Regions from separate parts of the Canis lupus genome. Here region 1 is linked to region 2. A link is a contact called in public Hi-C data. All regions are on one chromosome and are shown on one strand. Each heading gives the region's core, a stretch centred on a gene start, on an enhancer-like site or on the middle of the called end of the contact. The rest is flanking DNA. Distances are from core to core; before and after follow the strand shown.

Evidence for each region. A called contact is a pair of places that touch in the nucleus more often than the background predicts.
Region 1: a contact with region 2 is called in a Hi-C map of blood, with 5 times the contacts expected there. The contact joins the promoter of SKIL here to the promoter of PHC3 in region 2. A contact is called at or near these places in 2 of 9 Hi-C or Micro-C datasets (both in blood).

What each region holds. Positions count from the first base shown.
Region 1 is chr34:35,125,957-35,130,553 of UU_Cfam_GSD_1.0, forward strand. It overlaps SKIL (ski-like protein), which reads left to right and starts at 3,117. Exons shown (of 7, transcript XM_038583878.1): 1 at 3,117-3,299. LOC102153364 (a long non-coding RNA gene) reads right to left here and starts at 2,122. Exons shown (of 6, transcript XR_005383998.1): 1 at 1,917-2,122; 2 at 1,534-1,596; 3 at 738-882.
Region 2 is chr34:34,995,460-34,999,970 of UU_Cfam_GSD_1.0, forward strand. PHC3 (polyhomeotic-like protein 3) reads right to left here and starts at 2,300. Exons shown (of 19, transcript XM_038583859.1): 1 at 2,214-2,300. The coding sequence starts at 2,227. It overlaps LOC111093892 (a long non-coding RNA gene), which reads right to left. Exons shown (of 4, transcript XR_005383598.1): 3 at 4,443-4,511; 4 at 3,219-3,509.

The DNA.
Region 1 (4,597 bases), core at 1,867-4,366, 130 kb after region 2:
AAGGACCTTGTAGCATCTGATTTGCTGATAGAAAATATGTCAAACAAGCTTTTTTGTTGTTGAAGATCAAGGAAAAGGGGAGAAGAGGCACTAGAATCATCAAGCTACAACTGGTTTTTCTTCCTTGGAAAAGAGCACAAGGGGGTGTAAACAAAAACACAAGCCTGTGTTTGTGTGCTCTGTTAACATTTATTTGACCTTTCTTCTTCCCCCTCCTTCATGAAAATAAAATTAATTTACCTTGAGTGTTTGCACTTTACCCCCCATCCTTCTCATTTTCATATTCTTCATAATTAATAGTGGTAGGTCATTACCAATAGATAGGGAAATGGAGACCAGAGGCGAGCATGTGCCCCAAACCATTTATCAGGTCACAGGTCAGGAGTCTTTGAATTTATAACCTCTAAATTCTTGGTTTCTCTTACTACCAGAGCGGCATAACTAACGAAGAAGAAATTCTAGACCCTCTAGTACCAGTTAGTTTGGATCTTGGAGCTGTACTGCTTAGTGGAAGATGAGACAATGGGGAGGCTCCTCCTCCCCTCCAATCATTTGGAATTCTTATTTGCACACAAGCACACACTTAGAGGGGTCTTGCTCAGCTCCTGCTGGCAGCCAACAAGATGAGGTAGGAGGCCATCCGAAACCTACCTAATAGCTATTTACTAACCAGTATTAAGTTGACTTTTCAACACTGACGAAGGCTGTCAGTATACGGGAATTAAAATATTCATTACCTTACAGTGCTTACTTCTTTCGAAGGATTGTATTCTGTGTCCATTTAATTCTGAGATAAAGAACCATTATCATCTGCTTCAGTGTTCTTTATTTCATGGTATACAATCAATTTTGCTGATAATCGCTGACAATCTTTACGTAGGCCTGCAAAAAATCCGGCTTAGAATGAGTCTCCCCATCTGCCTCAGACCTATGTAAATGTACCCTGCTTAGTTTCACTTGTGTTCAAACCTGTACCTTTGAGGCCGAGACCTTGGGAATTCAAGGGCAAAGTGAATTTTAATTCGGTACGTTTTGTACTTTGATGAATAATGGGGGAAAAAATGCCCTCCAAGCTTGATTGGTTCTAGCTACATTTGCCTGTCACTATTTCTCAAACCATTGTACATAAAATAACAGGCACAAAAGATCCTTCCCTCAAAAAAACAGATTCCTGGGGAAAGCAAGTCAAAAGAACAGTAGAGGGGATAATGCGTTTGATTTCTCAAAAGTCTATTTACTGTCCAAGTTATTTTGGTCCTTAGGCCTTTGGACATGCTAGCAAGTAATTATTTTTGTGGCTGATAGAATGAGTACTAAACATTTATCATTAATTGCAGTTTGGAATCACTTTAAAAAAAGAGAGAGATGTCATTTTGGTTCCCCCCAAATTGTTTGTTCTCGAGGGACACGAGCCAGGTGCCAAGAGTTGACCGGACGCCAGGCCTCGGGACTGTCCAGTCTTCCACTTGGGATGTGCAGCCGGGCCTTCTAGATATATTCTCGCGGTTAGAAAAATCTATCCCCCAGACTCACAGATGCTGTTCTCCCCCCACTGGTTCTGCACAGAACATCATTATCTTTGCCGAGCTTCTGTCTCTATGGCAATAACAGATGGGAAGTGCTGCGGAATTATTCATGTTCAGCAAAGGAGGCAGTCAGGAGGGAGGGGAAGGTGGGGGGTGGGCGAGGGGGCACGACCCGGGAGCACGACGCTGGGGGCGGGAGGCAGGGGACGTGGGAGGTTTGCGAGCCTCCGGGAGGCCTCCAGGGAGGAAAAAGGCCTCGGAGCCCGGGGCCCTTCGCAGCCGGCTGGCTCCACCCGCGGACCCCGCAGAAGCGACCTCGAAGCGGTCAAACCAGGAGAAATTGGACAAAAATGGGCGAAAAGGGGGGGGGAAAGAAAAAAGAAAACCAACCCCCCGAGACGAAGCCCGAGTCCTCTGAATTCTGTGCAGTGCAACTCGGGGGCCTATTTCGGTTCCTGATCGTGCGGTGGGGGTGGAGAAAAGGGGATTTCTCGGCGTTTCGAAATGGGACGGAGCACGTCGGCAGAGTTCAGCAGGCTGCTCGGCCACCCGGGGCGCACCCACCCGGGGCGCACCCACCCGGCCCTCGGCTCGCCCCGGGGGCCCCGCGCACTCGCCCCGGCCGCGCCTGCACCGCGTTCCGTGTCCCCCTCGAAAGCCCTCCGTGGGCGGCGGGGAGCGGGGGGCGTCCCGGGGAGCCGGGGGGTCCCGGGGGGGCCGAGGGGGGGCCCGGAGGCGCGGGGGGCAGACGCGCTCGCTCCGGGTCCCGCCGGGCCGGAGGGCGCAGGGCGCAGGGCGGAGGGAGGTCAGGCCGGGGAAGGCGTCCGGGCGGGGGCCGCCGAGGCGGGGCGGGGCGGGGCGGGGCGGGCAGCTGGCGGGAGGCCCCGCGGGGGGGGGGGCGGGCGGGGCGGGGCGCGGGGCCCCCGGCGGGGCGCTGCAGGGCGGCCGCCACCCGGCTGCCTCCGGGGCGGGGCGGGGCGGCCCAGCTGCGGCCTCGCGGGGGGAGGGTCGCCCGTGCCTGACCTCGGGCGGCGGCGCCTCCGCCCCGCCGGCTGCTGGGGTCGCGCACAGTGCACGGCGCGGCCGCCCCGCCCCTCCCCTCCCCTGCGCGCCCCCCGCCCCCGCCCCCTCCCCGTCCCCCTCCCCCTCCCCCGGCGCGCGGCAGCCGAGCGGCCGGGGCGCCCCCGGGTCTGGCCGTCAGCGCGGAGCAGCGGGCGGGGCGGGGCGGGGCGGCGGCGGCCCCAGACAGCCGGCTGGGCGACTCGAGGAAGGAAGGAGGGCGGGCGGCGGGCGGCGGGCGGCGGGCGGCGGGCGGGGGTGGGGCGGGGAGGGCACATCCTGTCTGCGCCGGGTGCACCGCAGACAGCGCCGCGCGCCAGCCGCCCAGACGGCGCGCGAGGAGGCCGGGGCGCGGGGGCGCGCCTGGGGCGGGGGCGCGGGGGGCGGGCGCGGTGGGCGGGGGCGGGGCGGGCGCGGGAGCCCCAGTAGCCAGACGGCGCGCGCCCGGGGGGGGGGGAGCGGGGGGCGGGGGGCGGGGCGGCGGGGGCGCGCGCGCGGGGCCGCCGCCGGCTCGGCTCGCGTCCCCTCCCCCCTGCCCGCCCCCGGGCGGCCGGAGACGGCGGCGGCGTCTGCGGGAAGCCGTGTGTCTCCGCAGTGACGTGGGCGGGCCGAGGGCTCGGTGACGTCAGAGGGCTGTGTGTAGCGATGTGTGTGGGGTTCGGAGCGGCGCCGGCACAGCCGAGGGGAGCGGGCGAGCGGCGGCGGCGGGCACAGGTGCGGCCCCGGGGCGCGGGGGACGCGGCGGCGGGGGGCGGGGGGCGGGGGGCGCTGGGGCCGGGGCAGGGCTCGTCGAGCGGCGCGGGGCAGGGGCGCGGGGCAGGGGCGCTGGGGGCGCGGGGGGGGCGCGGGTCCCGGTCCCGGTCCCGGGTGCGGTCGGGGCGGGGGTCCCGCGGCGGGTCGCGGCTCGCGGACCCCGGGCGGGGGCGGGGGCGGGGGCGCGGGGAGGGCGCGGGGAGGGCGCTGCACTTGACCCGGGCGGTCGGGACCCCGAGACCCGGGCGCGCGGCGCTCCCCGCCCCCCCCCCCCGACCGTCTGCGCTCCTCGGGGATGCCCCGGGCGGCGGGCGGCGGGCGGCGCGGGGATCCCGGCTCGCGCCCCGGGCGCCCGCAGACCCCGCCGCCCCGTGGCCCCGGCGGCCGGGGGTGCAGCCCGAGGGTGCGGGGGTAGCGCCCGGCAACTTCCCGCGGCCGGGGCGCGCGGGGCTTTCCGCAGCGGGGGCAGCGCCGGGAGGGCGCGCGGGGTCGCCCCGAGACTGGGGGCTCCCCCCTCCCCTCCCCCTCCCCCTCCCCCTCGGCGTGCACAGCCCGAGGCGTCCCGGCCTCCCGCCTCTCGGCGCCCCGTCCGGCTCCGCGCAGGGTGGGTGGGCGGGCGCGGGCCGAGGATCTCGGGGCTCGGGGCCCCCCCGCAGGTCCGGCCCCCGCCCCCCCCGCCCCCGCCCCCTGCCCGCGGTGGGCGATCCGCGCCCTGCCCCGTGGCCTTGGGCCGCCACCCTGGGTCCTCCTAAGGTGAACTGCTGGGAGTTGGGGAGGCAGAAATTTCCATTGATTGGATTTCTTTCGGATTCTCGCTCAAGAAGGAAGTGGAAGAAGAAGCTTTTCTCTTTCCCTCTTCCTCCATTTGCATTCTTTGTGAGGTCTGTCTGCCTTGTGTGTGTGTGTGTGTGTGTGTGTGTGTTTTGTCCGGGATTAGTCTGGTTAAGGATGGAGATTCCCAGGAGTGGAGTCCGGGAGCTTTTGGCTTCCATGAAGCACATTCACTAACCTTTTAAAGGGAAAGTTAATTTTTGCCTACAGTCATTTCAGAAAAAAAATAACATACGTGGACTAGGTGAATCCATGCACTTAAAATCGTAACTTAGTTCCATGTGGTAGATATCTTAACTGCTATCTGATTTTTTTTTTGGGGGGGGGATGGAACTGGTGTGTATATATATATATATATATATATATATATATATATATTTATTTATTTATTTATTTATTTATTTTTTTCGATTAAGAGCTGAAGTAAT
Region 2 (4,511 bases), core at 1,050-3,549:
TTGGATGTAAAGCTTACATTAAAAAAAAAAAAAAAAAAGTAAAAAAATAGTAATTTTGTATTAATTCACACTGGCTTTTCCCCTAATTAGTCTACAACACTGTCCTTACTATATCTAATAACTCTGGTTATACTTATAAGCAGATTACTCCAGGAAATCAGAGAAACAGCTGACAACAATTTTCCCACTTCCTTACAAAAATCTCTTTTCACAAAGACTTGCTCCAACTTTTGAAAACAGCATAATTATGTCACTTTCCTCATGAATTAACAGTAAAGTTCATAAAGTACATTTCTGTACCAGACTTTGAGTCCTTCCCCTCAAGTATTGCAAACTCACCTCATTCTTTTGGAAGTATAAACCTCCACTTAACACTGAATCTATATACTTGGATAAATTCAAACAACGTTGTATTTTAGGTCAATTCCGAGGGCCTCAATATCGTTAGAAAGTAGAACTACAATAGTTTCTATAGTGTTAGAAACGCCCCAGGATGGTGAAAAGCACACCTGATAATACACTGGTTTTACCTGTCTTTCTTAACCCTTCTTTTCTCCTGAGATACAAAATCTAACGCACAGCACATGAACATCGTTGACAGGAAATGTAACCGCCACACTTTCAATTTTATGAAAAGACCAAGGAATTTGGCACTAATTGCGTATGCACACACATGCTATTCCCATATGGCATCCTTTAATGCACGAATATTCTTTGTTCTTTACGTCATTTATGTAGATAGTATTGATATGCTCTTCAAGGAATCAAAAAAAATATTTAAATCTCCATTTAATAAAAGAAAAAGGGAAAGGGAAACGATGGAGGGGGGGAAAACGGCTGACTTCATTTTTTTTGATTAGTAAATGACTCACACATCTTTACGCTTCTCTGGGGTTTTTTTTTAAAATAGTTTTTCAAACTGCCTTCCAACCATCAAAATCACAGCATCATACGGTAACCGTCCAACATCATACAGATTCAGTGATACAGAAGGTAAACTTTTTTTTTTTTTAACCAAATTACTGGCTGTCACGACACTTGTGAAACATGTAGCAGTGATAGAGGCACAAAGCCAGTTTAAAATTGCGGTCTTTTTAGAGGGCTCTTCTGGGGGCCCCTGGGTGGCTCAGCCGTTGAGCATCTGCCTTGGGCTTAGGTCGTGACCCCGGGGTCCCGGGATCGAATCCTGCATCGGGCTTCCCTGCATGGAGCCTGCTTCTCCCTCTGCCTGTGTCTCTGCCTCTGTGTGTGTGTGTCTCATGAATAAATAAATAAAATCTTTAAAAAAAAAAAAAAAGCAGAGGGCTCTTCTGCGCGACCGTGTCCTCGAAACTCAAAACCCCTGTGATAAGTTTGTTGGGTAGACAGACCCAGGTGGAACCCACGCTGCGGGCGCTGAGTCCGCAATCGGTGGTAGAGCCGGCCAAACCATCCCACTGCATCCCGGAGCCCCGGCGCACGGGCCCGGTCCTGCCAACTCGGCCGTCGGTGCGTGGTACCGGCCGCAGGATCCGCGGGCAGAGCCCGGCGCACGAGAGGCCTACCCAGCAACCTCGAAGTTTGCGCGGCGGACTAGGGATGCCGCCACGCCACGGCGCCGCGCAGGGACCGGGCCCTCGGGGGGCATCGGCGCCGCGGCCGGACTCCCGGGGGGATGCGGGCCTGCCCGGGCCTTCCCCGCCCCGCCGGCCCCGCGGCAGCGCCCCCCACGCCCCGAGGCCCGCGCGGGGGCACCTCCTGCACGCCTCCCGCGGGAAGGCGGGAGCTGCCCTGTCTCGGCCCCCCCCCCGGAGGGAGGGGGAGGGGGAGGGGAGGGGAGGGGGAGGGGCAGGGTCCGCCGGGGCGGGAAGGAGGCCCGGCAGTGCCCGGCCCGAGCCGAGGCTGCCCGCGGGGCCCACCTGCGGGGATGACAGCGCCGGGGGACCCCTCGGGGGCTCGGCCCCCGGAACCCCCCCGCGATCGGGGGCCCCGCGGCCCGGGAGCCGACCGCGCCAGGGGCGCTCCCGCCCGGAGGGAGCCAGACGCCCTCACCGTTGGCCTCCGCCCCCCCCTCCCCCGACACGGGCCGAGCGGGACCCTGCACGGCAAGGAAGCTCCAGCGTCTCCGTGTCCCCGCACTGCCCGCCGAGGAGCCCCGCGCTTCCCCCCGAGGGGACGTGTCGCTGCCCCACTCGCCCCCCGGTTACGACATCAGTCACCAGCGAGTCACTCACTCCGCTTCCGCCATCTTCTCTCCTCCATCACTGACCCGGGCTGCGCATGCGCCCCCCGGCGGCGGGCGGAGGGGCGGGGTCGGCTCAGCCCCGGGCCCCGGGGTCACGTGGTGCGCCCCCCTCCCCCCCACCGCAGGCCCTGCAGGCCCTGCAGGCTCGGCGGCCAGGCCCGCGCTGGCTGCCCTCGCCCCTGCATCCTCCCGCCTGCGGCCTAACGCTTGGGGGCGTGGGGGTCTGTAACCAGCACGCGACAAGTTCGAATTAGAAATGTAGGGGATCCCCGGGGGGCCCAGCGGTTTAGCACCGCCTTCAGCCAGGGCGTGACCCCGGGGTCGCGGGATCGAGTCCCGCATCAGGCTCCCCGCGTGGAGCCTGCTTCTCCCTCTCTGCCTGGGTCTCTGCCTCTCTCTCTCATCAATAACTCAATAAAATCTTAAAAAATAATTAAAAAATAAATAAATTAGAAATGTAAAGACCATCCAGGGCCTGATCTGGAGACCCGGGGTCGAGTCCCACATTGGGCTCCCTGCATGGAGCCTGCTTCTCCCTCTGCCTGTGTCTCTGCCTCTGTGTGTGTGTGTGTGTGTCTCCATAAATAAATCTTAAAAAGAATTGTATTCTTTTAAATAAATAAAAATGAATAAAATATCTTTAAAATAAAATATACTAAGGCCTATGTAAAGTGCAGAGAGCCAGATGAAAGAAAATGCAACCAGGTTGCACGGTGAAGTGTCAGTAGGAAAGGAAGTGCTGTGGTGGGTGCAGAGCTGGTTCCCCTGGGTGTGTGTTTGGGGGGGTTTCATTGGAGTTTGTGAGTCCAAACCAGGCGGTTCCTCTCTCAGGCTCAGGGATGGTGTTCTAGACGCTGGTGAAGCTAGGGAATCACCCTGCTTGCCCTCTATCGTTCGTGCCTACGACATGAATTTACTGAGCAAGACTTGGTAGGGACTGCAAACTTGAATACCGGAGGAGGGAACAAGCAGGCCATTCCACCCATTGGCTAATAGGTTTTATTGTACAGTATGGATGGCAACTCCTTCGAGGCAGAATGAGACAAAGATGAGCATAAAAAGTCCCTGTCTTCTGAGAAGTCTTAATCTGGAGAGTGGGGAGAGTTCTGTAGAAATATCCGTGCGGTGTTAGTGTTCTGAAACAGATCCGTTAAGTGCTTTGGAAACCTTAAGTTCACAGAATAATCAATCTTTACTGCCCTTAACAGAAAAAAAAAGTGTACTGATCACAAACTGTCTTCTCTTGGTATTTCTTAAGATGGTGGAGTTGCACTAACTTCAAGACCTGAGAAATGAAATATTGATATAAATCCATCATAAAGTGTAATGTGGCCTAATGAAAAGTATACTTAATCTTAGAAATCTTGTGTTTCAGGCTCTCCCTAAGGAAGGGAAAAAAACCCTTCCAATGTAAACTAAATTGTCAGTTGACCTCTTCCCAGCCGGCCCTCCCCCCAGAACATGGGGCTTTTTGTTTTGCTTTGTTAAACACTTTAAGTAGTCTCCACACCCAACTTAGGATTTGAACTCCCAACTCCTAGATTGAGAGTTGCACACTATACTGATGAAACCAGCCAGGGACTCCTGAAAATGTTTTTTTACTTTATTTTCCTCTCTCAGAACACTGCCTTTCCTACTACGCCTAGGAGAACTCCCTGAGAAAGTCCCCTTTGAAAAGTCCCTGTAGATACTTAAAAATAAGATATTACCACCTTTTCTTTCTTTTCTGACCTGCTTGTTTGATGTCATTGTCATTTGACCCTCAAGAATCAACTGCCAATTGGTATGGCTTAAATTTTTGGTTAGAGAAACAAAGGGGAAAAAGTATAGTCTTTTTTTTTTTTTTTTTTTTGAAAAAGTATAGTCTTAAGCGTAAAGATGGAAAATGGGTGATTCAAAGGAGTGTTTGGAATAAGTGAGGCAAAATTGTTCCTTTCCTCCCTCTTCTGCTTGAACATCTAAGGCCTATATCTATACTGTCACCTGGTGAGGATCAGCTTTAAAACCCAGACCTATGTTAGGTAAAGTCAGATCAGTATTGCTTTTTAGAAACATTTCCAAACTCAATAGTTATTATAACATCAACCATTTCCACAGACTTTTACTAAGTGCAGAGGATTTTCACAAACTCATTTACTCTTTGCAACAACCCTGTGGTATAAGTATCATCATTCCCATTCAGCACAGAAGCATAGTGAAGCTCAAGGTGATTAAGTACCCATGGTGTCTCTGCTCAATTGTAGCAGATGCAGGATTCTGATTTAAGTTTTCCATCTCCAAAGCCAAG